Linked DNA regions of Oryctolagus cuniculus: region 1 is linked to region 2. Evidence: chromatin contacts called from public Micro-C data. All regions are on one chromosome and are shown on one strand. The core of a region is the stretch at or near the end of the contact, and the rest is flanking DNA. Distances in the headings are between cores, read along the strand shown. Region 1 overlaps CRADD (CASP2 and RIPK1 domain containing adaptor with death domain). Region 2 has its middle 41 kb from the start of SOCS2.

Evidence for each region. A called contact is a pair of places that touch in the nucleus more often than the background predicts.
Region 1: a contact with region 2 is called in a Micro-C map of ear pinna, with 3 times the contacts expected there. The contact joins two enhancer-like sites. A contact is called at or near these places in 3 of 6 Hi-C or Micro-C datasets (ear pinna, psoas muscle and an unstated tissue).

The regions. Positions count from the first base shown.
Region 1 is chr11:96,703,861-96,710,292 of mOryCun1.1, forward strand. The region is part of intron 4 of CRADD (CASP2 and RIPK1 domain containing adaptor with death domain); the gene reads left to right. Among named protein-coding and RNA genes, the nearest start is that of CRADD, 110 kb to the left of the region's middle. Within about 2 kb of position 3,016, at least 7 of the 8 cell types and tissues checked have an H3K27ac peak or open chromatin away from gene starts, as enhancers often do. A contact at or near this core is called in ear pinna, where this site is marked.
Region 2 is chr11:96,545,693-96,552,008 of mOryCun1.1, forward strand. No RefSeq gene overlaps it. Among named protein-coding and RNA genes, the nearest start is that of SOCS2, 41 kb to the left of the region's middle. Within about 2 kb of position 3,894, at least 5 of the 8 cell types and tissues checked have an H3K27ac peak or open chromatin away from gene starts, as enhancers often do. A contact at or near this core is called in ear pinna, where this site is marked.

The DNA of each region.
Region 1 (6,432 bases), core at 1,766-4,265, 160 kb after region 2:
TCTGAACTACTGAGGTTTAGATTCTCTTTCACTTGTGTTGGAGGAGTTCTTAAAAACAAAACAAAATAAACTATTAAGATGAAATATTATAAATCTTCTAGAAAACCATAATCAAAAGCATCAAGGCTGTCTTCTTTAGTTGATGGCTTCTATTATCTTGGATCTGTCTCATAGCCATGACAGTGTCATTGGATTTTAGGAATTCAAAGAGACGAAAATAAAACTTGCAGTTTTGAAAAAGGGAATGATCCTGGAGGTAGTCTTTAAAATTGGCACTCTCTTCTTAAAAATAGGGACAAATAGAATAATTTTTTTCAGTTGTTAAGAAATAACTGAATCTGTACTTTTGAATTAATACAAAGGCCAGTATTTTAGAGAACATTAATAATCATTGTAGAGGCTGTTATTTACAGCTCTGCTTTTAGTTTATAATATGCAGTAGAAGATTTTAATTTTAGGAAACAAATCATAAAGCAAAAGTTTACTGGGGGAGTTTTGCCAAAGATAGAAAAATACTTAGATGGAAAAATGTGTTTAATTAATACTTTGCCCACTTTTTGTAATGGACTGTAGGGCAATTAGATTGATTCAGAGTTTTAACTAGTAGTACCTGCATCTGTTTAGTAATGATTTTTGAATGTAGAAAGAAAAATATACCAAAGCAGACTGGGTACTTACTAGATATTTAACATTGATGAATCATAATTAAATAGTGAAGTAGGATAATTAGACTAATTTCCAACATCTAAATATTTCTCTTTAAAATTTCAGTTAAGTTTGAGGAAATCTCAGAAGTGAGATACCCATTAGCTATAGAAAAGGAATTTGAAGCATCATAAGCTCTCCAAATTTTTCTACGCCATTAAGATTAATGTTTTTGAAAGAAAAATAATTTTAGAGCGGACTTGTTTAATTGTTTATCTTTGTAATGCTGTGTTTACCAAAGGTTTTGTTTTTAATTAAAAAAATCTTAAAGGGAGATATCTAGATGAATATATTTTTGGTTGTCATCATTCTTGATTGTTACCATGGTTAGAACATGAAAATAAGATGGAGTGGAATATATTTCAGATGGAGTGGAATATATTTCTTTGAAACCCATTTTGTTTACATCAAGATGTAACTGAAAATATAGGAGTTTCATGTAATCACTCATGATGATTTTGAAATTCTCTGGATTTAAAAAAAATGATTATGATTAGTTTTTTGTTCTTGCTACAGAATATAGCAGTTGACTTGTTTTTCTGTATAACTGCTTGTTATAGTTTAGAAAATAAATCTATAAAAAAAGTATGTTTGATAATTTTGTTGTATAAACCACATAATACCTGTTAAAAACTGTTTGACTTTCGGTTTTAAAACAGCTCTGTAGTTTGGTGAGTCCTGCAAAAATTCCGGCTTTCTCTGTGGCCTGCCAGCCAAATAATTTTTGCAGCATTTTCCTTTGCTTTCTTATAAACACTTAAAAATCATACTGGGTTTTCTTTAAGGGCAGTAATTAAGTTAGAAAGCACCAAAGTTACTATGAAATTGCCCTTTATTTTCTCATCTGACAGAGAGGGGTGATAGTTTTTGAGTATCCCCTGTGAGCTGTTTTTGAAACAGAAACACTTAGGGTTGCTATTCTCATGGAGCTGAATGAATATGTGCTTTATTACAGATGAAAGGATTTTGCCGGACTGTGTAGCTTTAGGATGAGTTTTGTTGCTTTCATGCGTAGGCAAAGATATTATTGAGTTTATTTTTGCTTAGAGTATCTTGAAATCTGCTCCCCCCTCCCCCATCTCATACATCCAAATTTGGGATAAATGGTGACAACTCTGTGAGGACTGCAGACTGTCGTGTTGTTTACTAGAAAGCATGACACACGTAAGACGGTGGCTAAGGACTGTGGAGTCCCTCCATAGAAGTTATCATGAAATGAAGAAGTCAAAATATCAAGAACAGTGCTTTTACTACAGTAAAATATGGTGTGTTTTTACTACAATAAAAGCTTTTATTTCCTCTGTAAAACCCTGATACCTCCTAGTAAGCTCTGGATCTAATTTTCAGCTACTAGAATCATTTAAATACAGAAGTTAGGATGACACTCTATGCTTAAGGCCCGCTATTCTGAGGTTATTAGTGTTGGTTTGAATTTGCAAATTATATAGTGTGTGATTAATTCGCAGCCAGGGTCGATGGTGGCTCGTTCGTGGAGTTTTGAAAGAGAGGAGTCTGATGAAATATTACACAGAGCCTTTCTGCTTCTGTTTGTGACTCTGTAAATGCTTTAAGATGCTTGGATTCTGTCGTGTTCTCAAGGCTATGGGTGAAGTAGCTTAGAAGTAAAATTAACATTTTTCTCCTCTGTGAAATGAGTGCTGGACCGTGCTTTCTAGGCTCTTCCGGAAGACAGTAATCTCCCATTCTGAACTCCTAGTGCCATTCTCTGCCACACCTTTCTCTCCTCCGAACTCTTTGCACTCCTCGACTTCTGTTATCTGATTTGCAAGTCAGTGTGCTGGAAAGTTCTGTATTGTACTGCCCAGAGCCCCAGCTGCAGTTCCTTGCGGGTCTCAATAACACGAAGGTACTCTTCAAACCCGCTCGGAAAGGAAAAATCTCCTTAAAAGATGGCAAACTTTGCTTTCATGTCAGTCCCAAATGAAGTTCTGTGCTGCATCTGGCCGAGCCGGGTAATCCAATCTATTTTAATGCAAAGATTTTCCAAGAAGGCAGGAAACTGTCAAGGGGGAGGCTTTCAGGCATCTGCTGTTTCGTTTCCAGATCCCTTGTGTTAATTTAATGTTTCTAGGGAGCCGGGCTCTTTCTTTTTTCTCGGAATCCCTTCTCTAGGAACTGGTGTGCGCGGTGGCGCTGTGCGAGGAGCAGATAAGCCAGAGCGCTCGGCGGGGGCGCACAGCCCCGCGTCCCCGCGCCCAAGGGCGTCCGGCCGCTCCTCGTGTCCCTCCGGCCGCTCCTCGTGTCCCTCGCCTGTGGCGCAGAGCGCACCGGGCGACTAGGGGTACGCTCGAAAGGAGTGTTTATTTTCATTTGTCCAGTTGGGCTCTCGTGAAATGTAAATACGAAGTGATTGGCTCGTCCTCACTTCACCAAAACCAGGGGAACTCAAGGAAACAAACGCAGCCCAGCGTGAACTTGAAGGAAACGTGAATCTCGCATCAACACTTGGCGTTTGTGTTTAGGAAAGAGAATACCGCGGAAAAACAGCGTTCCCCGCGACAGCCCGCTGCCCGGCTTCGGTCAGTCAGCAGTGCCAGGTTGCTGGGAAGTCGCCCGCGCCCTTGTGATGAGCCCGTTCCGTAGATTTTTGTTTGGAAGGGTTGCAGACCGTCCTGCTAGTCAGGTGTTTGTTTGAGTCCAGATCCTGAACGGGCCAGAAGTCCCTGGCGGGCCAGGCCTCTCTCCCGGGTCTCAGCTGCCATCGCAGACTGCTAGGCGACACGGAACTTGCCTTTTGAAAAGGAATTCTGCAGAAGAATTAAAGATAAAAGTCGGCCCTTATAAAATAGTTTCGTTTTAGAATAGGGTATGCCATTCCTTTAGTGCTAGTCATCGGTCTTGCCAAGAACTGTCCTTGCTACCTGAGGCCGAAGTGACAGGAGCTCCCCGGGGCCTTCAGAGGAAGAGAGACCTCCTTGTCCCTTGTCTGCTAGAGCCAGAACTGCCCGCGATCTGAAGCTGACGGTGGTCTGGAGTGTGGAGGTCCTTCAGACCCGGTGTTCCACGGAGTTCTAGGAATCCCGGCTCTAATATTTCAGGCAGTTTTTTATTTTTGAGGCAGCCAATTCCTTTGCTGATGAGCTCCAATTGTTAGAATGTTTTTCTTTATATAAAATTGACTTCTCTGTAATCGTTCTTGTCTTCCCTTAAAAACAAAAACACCTGAAATAACGCCTATATTGTGATGAGGGCTTACATATTTGAAGACCATAAGACGAACGTGTTCTTGGATTAAGGGACTGATAACTACATTTAGGGCTCCAAATTCTGGCTTTATATTTTATGAATTTTCTTTTGAATAGCATAGAAACAATGTCAAAATTGCTGATTTTAAGGTACTGCTTGAGATTATGCAATAAAATGTTAGCAACATTTTTTAATTTTAAAAACTTTGATGATTTCACACTAATCCTCATCAGCTAAGGTAGGTTTTTTTTGTTTTGTTTTTTAGTTTCTATGTAACTTATTGTACTGTAGCTAAAATCATTAAAGATAAATGAGTTTAACAGATTCGTAAGTGCTCGTTTTTGGTTCTTTGTTGCCTTAGTCCTCGTTATTAGTTTTATATTGCTGCCATAGTAAGTTACCACAAACTTAACGGCATAGGACAGTATCCATTTATTTTCTCGCTGTTTCTGTGGTTCAGAAATTTCGGCACAATATGGCTTTTCTGGGCTGCGTGCTTGGGCCTCATGAAGCAGCAGCAGAAGGCCTAGACTTTTATGCAAAGGTCTTTGGAGACCATCTTGTAGACTCCTTGGCAGAATCTCATTTCTCCTGGTTGTTGGATGGGGTGCGGGTTCCCGTTTTCCTTGCTAGCTAGCTGTTAGCCTAGGCTGTCTGGCAGGGCTGCCCCCTCCTCTTTAAAGCTAGCAGCAGCATGTGGAATTCCCTTCAAGTCTCCCTACCTTCTCCTTCTGGTTTCCCTGTTCTGCTTTTAAAGGACTCCTGCGATTATATTGGGCCGCCTGAATAATACCAGTTAATCTCTCTGGTCAATTGAGAGGTACTTGGTTAAGTGTTTGATTGAATAACCAGGGGATGGAACTTTTAGGGGGGATGTCTTTGGAATTCTGCTTACCACACCCCTATAGATACAGCTTGCCTATGATGGCAACAGCCATAATTCATCATTTAAAAGAGATTGTTAAGCATTTTAACTCTCATAATTTTGTAAGGTACCATTAAAATTAAAAACTCAGGTAATACAAATGGTACCTATAAATCATTTTTCAAAGCTTAATAAAATAATAAACATTCACAATAAATTGTTATTATTTAATCTCAAACTTCCATTTTGCAACATTTTCCCCAATCTTCTTGCATTGTTTTTGGTGTCACATAATAGAATTGTATCAGGTGGAAGTCAGTTTATAGTGCCAAAGTTTATATATATATAAATATATATATAATGTTCTTTAAAAGGATTCTTTTCTGATTTTAGTCTTGGGGAGTTTTTTTTAATATATATATTCAAAGATAATTCAACTATGGATGGATGAGTTCTGTCTCTCCTCTCTGTAACTCTGCCTTCAAATAAATCTTAAAAACAAAAAAGAATGCCTTTCCTCTGCACTCTAATTTTAGCCTTAGAGAGTTTTTGATATATTGAAAACTAATTCCACTAGAATCCAAATTGGGTAAGACCCCAGATTCCCTGACCTAGCTGATTATTAGAATTATTAGAATTTTTTTTTAATGTACTGGCAACTTTGTAGTTGGAGGCCACCTGTAAACATTCTCGTTACTTCTTGTAAAGCTGCATGGTTCTTCCACCTTGTTTTAGATAGAGGGAACAGAAAGCAGATCTGTGTGTATATTCTAATTTACTATTTATGAATCTTGACTACCATTTGTTACCTAAGTTCTAATGTTTCACTTTCAGAAAATTTAGCTGACACTCATTCAGAAGTATGAATTGTATATGGGAAAATTCCAGAGTTTTAGAACAACTGAAAGGGGCATAAAAGGGTGCTCAACAAATGTGAGGGTAGAACAGAAAGCAGCAGGAGTATTTGGCTCTTAGGGGGAGTTTTATGAAAACTCTCAAGGACTTCCCCATATCCTTTCAATGACTCTCCCGTTACTTAGTAACTCCAGCAAGTAGGAGGCCAAGTAGAAGGAGAGAAATGGGGATCTCTAAAGGCTGTGCTCGGGAGTGGTGCTATGGGGAAGTGACCAGTGGTCTGGAGCTATGAGGTGGGCGCTTAGGCTGCAGGTGTGCTGAGACTTGAACCTGCTACCCCGTGAGCCCTCACGGCAGTGTACTGGCCACATTTTTGCTGTATGTCTCCGGTGACTGTGTATTTGAAACACACAGTGTAGCAGAGGCACTTCTTTTGCTGCCCTTGATTTATGATGATTTTCATGAATGCTTGTCATGGACATTTTGGTATAGAAAGTTTTAATTATGGCTCAGCATCTGCGTAATTAATCAAGTAGAATGATTTAGAGTTCTGTTATTGCTGAAGTGTTTACAGCTGGAAGTTAATGGACCCATGCCAGTGTATTATTAAGTGCACAATTACTTATTTGTCTATTTATCCTTGCTCCACCTTATTATAAAAGGATATTAAGCAAATTTACAAGACATATATCCTCCCCTCCCCCTAAAATAAATAGATGAAGAAATTAGAGCAAAAGGAAAACAAGACTTGAAGAAAAATAACAAGGCTGGGAGGAGTGGGGTTAGGGCAAAGAATATGT
Region 2 (6,316 bases), core at 2,644-5,143:
AGTGAAAGATGAACAAAGGCAGCAGTGCTACAGATAGATTATAACAGTGTAATAAATAAAAGTTAAATTATGCATCTCTGGAATATTCCATTTAATGTTGGCTCCCTGGCATTGACTCTGGGCCACTGACACCATAGGGGGGCTACTGTACAGTAAGCCAATGACTATGACGGAGGTACAGTGGGCCTCCAAATCTGTGGCTGCAACCCACAGTGGATCAGAAACATCTTGGAGATTCTATCTGTACTGAACATGCCCAGATTTTTTTTTTCTTCTCATATTCTCAACAACGTATCTACACTGTGTTAGGTATTGTAGGTAATGTAGAGATGGTTCATACTCCATGAGAGAGTGTCATAGACTACATTGCGAATCCTGGCTTGCTTTCTGTCACGGCCTTCGGTATTTGGAGAGTGTGGTAGTTGCAGAGGGTCCTGGAACCAGTCCTCAAGGGGTACCCAGGGACCACTGTATTTACAAAGAATCAAAGAAGCCAGAAAGAAGACCTCGGTCTGCTCCAGGAAATCAGAGCAGTCCTCAGAGGAGAGGCAGCTTTTGACTTGCTACTTAAAACATGAGTTGGCCTGGCTAACAAACCAGAGCACTAAAGACTGCTTGCCTTTCAGAAGAGTTTGTATTTTTCCTGGGAAGTAAGGGAGCTATTGAAAGCTCTTAAGCAAGAGGGTGACAGTATCAGATTCTGTGGCACTGTGGAGCCTGCCCTGTAGGGACATGACCCTTCTTAACCTGATCCCTGGACTTGCAAGGGATCCATGAATAGAATGGCTGGGATCTGTGAACTCGGGTAGGAAAAAAGTTAATTGCTATTGTCACCATCCCGTAAGCTGAAATTAAGTGTTTCCTTCTAATAGGAATCTAGACAACAAATTGCAGTAGAATTAGCAGAAGATGTGAGCTTATCACCAATAGACATCTAGCATTTTGATATTAATATCATGGTGGTTATACCTAAAATACCTTTGGTTCTTTTTACTAAGCCAAAATTCGCGCAGATGTTAGGGCTATGGATACATTTGATTAATTAATGTTTTTATGAGTTAAGCACACTCTTCTGAGTAGCGGCTCAAAGTCTTTGCAGACTGCCAAAGGGGTCATAGGAGGTCAGAATTCATGCACCTGAAGAAGATGAGTGACAAGGCAGTCCCGTGCAGCCTGGGGCAGTAATGGGGAGGAAGAGGAGGCGGCAGCATCTGTGGGAGATGCTGGGGAGAGTGAACTTGCTGATAGATTAGGGGCATTACACCGAAGGAGGGGTTTGCACACACCCCTCTGCCCCATCAGGTTTCTGGCTGGAGTCAAATTCTTCCTGTGCTTATCATGATTGTCCTTTCCTATCTGTTGCTATCAGTATTCACCTCTTCCACTTTTGTCCAAGAACAACATGTAGTGTGGTTTAAAAAAATCCAGTGCTCTGGAAAGGTAGACTCGAAACAGCCATCCTTTGTTCATCTCATCTGCACATGCCAGACCTACACTTTTCCTTTCTTTTCATCTTTTTAAAAAATCTACTTGAGGGTCCGGTGCTGTGGTGCAGCCAGTAAAGCCATCGCCTGCAGTGCCAGCATCCCATAAGTGCACCACTGCTGCACCACTTCCGATCCAGCTCTCTACTATGGCCTAGGGAGGCAGCGAAAGATGGCCCAAGTCCCCAGGCCCCTGCACCCATGTGGGAGACCTGGAAGAAGCTCCTGGCTCCTGGCTTTAGATTGGCCCAGCTCTGGCCCTTGCAGCCATTTGGAGAGTGAACCAGCAGATGGAAGACTTCTCTCTCCCTCTCTTTCTACCTCTCTCTCTCTCTTTGCTTTTCAAGTAAATAAGTACATCTTTAAAAACATTATTTAAAAAATTTGCTTGAGAGGCAAGGGGGTGGAGAGTAGAGAGAGCTTTCTTCTGCTGGTTCACTTCCCAAATGCCAGGGATGGCTGGCGCTGGGCCAGGCCAAAGCCAAGAGTCAGCCTGAACTCCATCTAGGTTTCCCACATGAGAAGGACCCAGCTACTTGAGCCATCGCCTACTGACTTTCAGGTTGCACACTGGGAGGAAGCTGGAATCCGAAGTGCAGGTACACCTTGAACCCAGGCACTCCAATATGGGTTGCTAGCATCCCAAGTGGCTACTTAACTACTGCACCAAACACCTGCTCCTATGTAAACATTTTTATTTTGTACTTTTTTAGGAAGTTTATTTGAGAGAGATCTTTCATCTGCTGATTCGCTCCTTCAATGCTGAACAACTAGGCTGGGCCAGGCTGAAGTCAGGAGCCAGCAGGAACTAGACCTTGGTCTCCCACATGGATAGCAGGGACCCAAGTACTTGCGGAATCCTCTTCTGCCTCCCAGGGTGTGCATTAGCAGAGAGGCAGGACTGCATCCCAAGCACTCAGATATGGGATAAAGGCCTCTCAAAGCAATGGCTTCACCGCTGTGCCACAGCACCCATCGCACCTAGGTGATCTTAAACCGGAAGCTCAGAAGATGGGTTTGCAGCTTACACCGTCATTACTGTGTTCAAGGTGACACAGCTGATGTCAGCATGGCTGCTCAGGTTGCAGACTGCAGAGCCCCGGGTTTGCTCTGCCTGACACGCCTAGCCAGGCTTCTTGTGAGGTCAGGAATGTACAGTTCTGCGGTCTGATGTATTTTGATGTTACCAGATAAAATTGATGGCTGGCACTTTTTTTTTTTTCCTAGGAAAAACACATTTAAGATGTTTCCAAGTTGATTTGTAGGAACTTGATGTTATTAGAACTTTGTCAAGAAACTTTTTCCCAAGTAGCAGAAGGAATAAAGGAACTTCACTTCTGAGGGCTGTTAACAGCCCCTCCTGTGAGTGCCAAAGCTGAACCGGCCGACAGAGTGCCTGCTCTCACAAAAACAGGCAAGTTTCTGGACTTGAGAGAGTTATCGATACAGGAACACGCAGGTTTAGCTGTGGATGGACGACCAGCTCCCACTTTTTTTTTTTTTTTTTAAGAAAAAGGTCCCATCTCCCCGCTTCCCCATTGTTTTTCTAACATTTCCCGGTCTGGTAACCAGAGACAGGACTCTGGGGTTAACCTGGAGGTTTGATTGCTGTTTACGGTTCTTGCTGTCTTTAGATGGCTGGCGCGGGAGAACTGGGTCTGGAAGAATGGCACTGTTGAAAGCTTCCTGCCCAGCTCACACATGCTAATCACAGTCCTTTTCTGCATTTATATGGTAAATATTTCCGAGCAAGTGAGAGAGAGAGAGAGAGAGAGAGAGAGAGAGAGAGAGAGAGAGGGAGAGAAAGTGCCTGGTAATGCGAAGTTCCTTCTTTAAACTGAACTGGCTTCTCCCTAATGCTAATGGGTGGAGTAACAAGTTTTTACTTGTTGGTCGTGCAGTTAAGTCTCAGAATACTCTTGGAGCAAAAGTAAAAAAAAAAAAAGTTTAAAAAGTGCTCTAAAATTGTACTGCTTTAGACATTTTAGATTTGGAAGAAGTGTTTAAGCTCCAGACCTTCAAACCCAGCTTTTTCAGAAGAGGTGAATTTCATCAGCAGGTTAATGGAGCATCAGCTAAGGATCTTTTATAGTAACTAACAACAGGAGGTTAAAAAAAAAAAAAGGAAAGAAAAAAAAACACCCACAAGGTTTAGCAAGACAGACTGGAAGCGACTTGAACTTGACCTGAGTTTACATCTATTATACAAGAACAGGAACGAATTAGCCAGGGTAGATATTTCTAGGAATGAGCTAAGGGGAATGAAAAAGCAAAGAGAGCTGGAAGAGGAGGCGCGCACACTTCGCGATCTCTCTGCCTGAGAACTTCGTCCGGCCGCGGTCTGGCTCCCGCGTCCGGGGCGGCGGCGACGTGCGCCCGGGCGGCGCAGAGGCAAGGGCGCACGTCGCCGCCGAGCCCGGCAGCCGGAGCTCTTTGTCTGGAGCCGGGCTGCTGCGCGGAGCCCAGGCGCGGCCGTGGCGTGGCGGCTCCTCCCAGACCCGTGGCGGCTCCCGCAGGACCTTATGTAAGGCGGCCTCGCAAGAAGGACACGCTTGCCGGCGGACCCACGTCAACGAGTTCCCTCTGGGAAGCGCGCCAGACGAGTGCGAGCGCGCGCCTGGCTTTCACAGCTTTGCCCCCTGCCGAACGGGTTAACTTCCTCACCGGGCTTTCTGGGAGGCCGGGGCGAGGCTCCTCCAGGCGCATCCGTTCTTGTTTTTGTTAGCGCAGGGTAAATAATCACCTTTTCTTATGAGCTCTTTTTTTCCCCCCAGTTTTTCTCCAACGTGCTGTAGTCAAAAACCCAGTCAGTTCACAAGGGTACGACGTGGAAAGTAAGATGACCAAACCCCTACCCTCCCCATCCCCCAAAGAAGTAACCATGGGTAGACGTTTATTTATTTATTTATTTATTCTGCCAGGATTTTGAGAATGTATCTATTTGAATCTTTTTTTTCAAAAGCACTCTCAAATTGTACTGGACGGTACCTTCTGCTATGCATTTTGCTTTTTTTTTTTTTTTTTTTTTTAGATCTGATACTTGGGGTCTTTTTGTGTAGCCCTTTATATATTTATGGGACCACCCGGCTCTTCCTCTTATTTTCAGCAGTTGCACAGTATTCCATGGTATGAATGCACCATCATCGAGGGAACCTACGTCCTCTCAGTGGACGTGTCGCTTGTCTCCCGTTTTCTGCTATTACAAACACTGGCACAGTGCAAGTCCTGAGGTTAATGCTGCTGTGTGCTTATGTGAACATAGATGTTGGATAACTTCCAACCCAACAGTGGCATTTTTGGAGTGGAAGGCTGTGTGCATTTCACATTTTCCCGGGTATTTACAAATCACGTTACAGAAAGGTCACCCGATTGATAATTTCAGACTTCAAGTGAGTTAGGATATTTCAAATTGAAAACCTGAGGGTTTTCCTGAAAATACTGTTAATTTTTAAAACAGCATGTCCGATACCCAGATCAGATCAGCTTATTTGTTTGCTAACTAAAATGCCCTGAAAATTAAATTTCTATTCCAGAAAGGATGTCTCTGGAGTGCTCAGGTTCAGTGTTCTGCCGGGACCCGACACCCTCTTCCCACGCAGGACCAGAGACCTGCAGTGCTGCGGGCGCAGGCTCATGGCTTTGTGCCTTGACTGTGGCTCCAAAGACAGCTGAGTGCTTCTAGAACCCCCTGGGGCAGAGTCACTAGGGTGTTTCTGTATGTGTGTTGTCTTCGCTGAGTTCTGTTCAGAAGACAGGGATGGAACACAACAATGGGACAGGTTCTTCCTTCTCAACACTGTCTCTTATCCCGACGGTCCCCTTAATTCCTCTCTCTCTCTCCTCTTCATGTTCCTTTCATAGCGACAGCAGAATTGATTTTCTGTGAACTGAAAGCTGGCTCGGGAGGGCAGCTCACTTTGCCTGTGGGGAGACCCGACCCTGGACTCTGTGTCTGCATCCTGTCCCCAAAGCGGGTATCTGATCTGCTAATGACTTCACGTGCTGCGGGCATTCCACCTCCACAGAGACACTTCATTGTCTTATTTTCAGTTTAAATTTTTACAGTTAAAACTCAAGACAGAGGAAACCAAACAGCTAGACATGAGTTTCAAAAAACTCCTGGTTCAAGTTGCTATTAAATTGCTGCATAAATGACCACAGTGGCACCTTCAATTACCTTTTAGATTACAAGTAACTTTTTGGGAAGTGCAGAACTTTGACAAGGGTTTCAGTTCCCAAATTACCTGCTTGTCTAGAAAATGGCTTTTTTTTTTTTTTTTTTTTCCAAAACCGAGTTTCTTCAGGCTCAAAACTCACGTTCATATCAGACTAGGATTTGGATGTTAGGAAAGGGGGGGTGGGTAGAAAAAAAGAAAAACAAAAACAGACCAAAGCAAACTAAAGTAAGTTTCCCATGGAAGGTCTGAATTTCTGTGGCTTTGGAAACTGCTCCATTATTTTATAGAGACGTATGGCTGAGGAAATAACAGAAATAAATTGATAGGCATAGTAAAGGCTGTCTCATCGAACCCAGGTTTCCAGTAACACATTAGAAACCAGCAGGAAGAGAGAGGAGGTGAAATGTGTTGCTCCCTGGTGTTGGCCCTAAATAGAACGTTCCTCACAGCCGGCAGGAAGCACCTGCAGTATTATTTGCTTCAGAAATTCGGAAATAAATTGTTTTGGAAATAAGAAGGAAAAAATAAATTGGTTCCTAAGTTCAGGTGCTTTAAACATTTTCGCGTATACACATTAGGCTCATCTGAATCCTGATGATGATGAATGATTTCAAGCTCATCCTGTATTTAAATTTAAGGAAGTCACAGAGAATG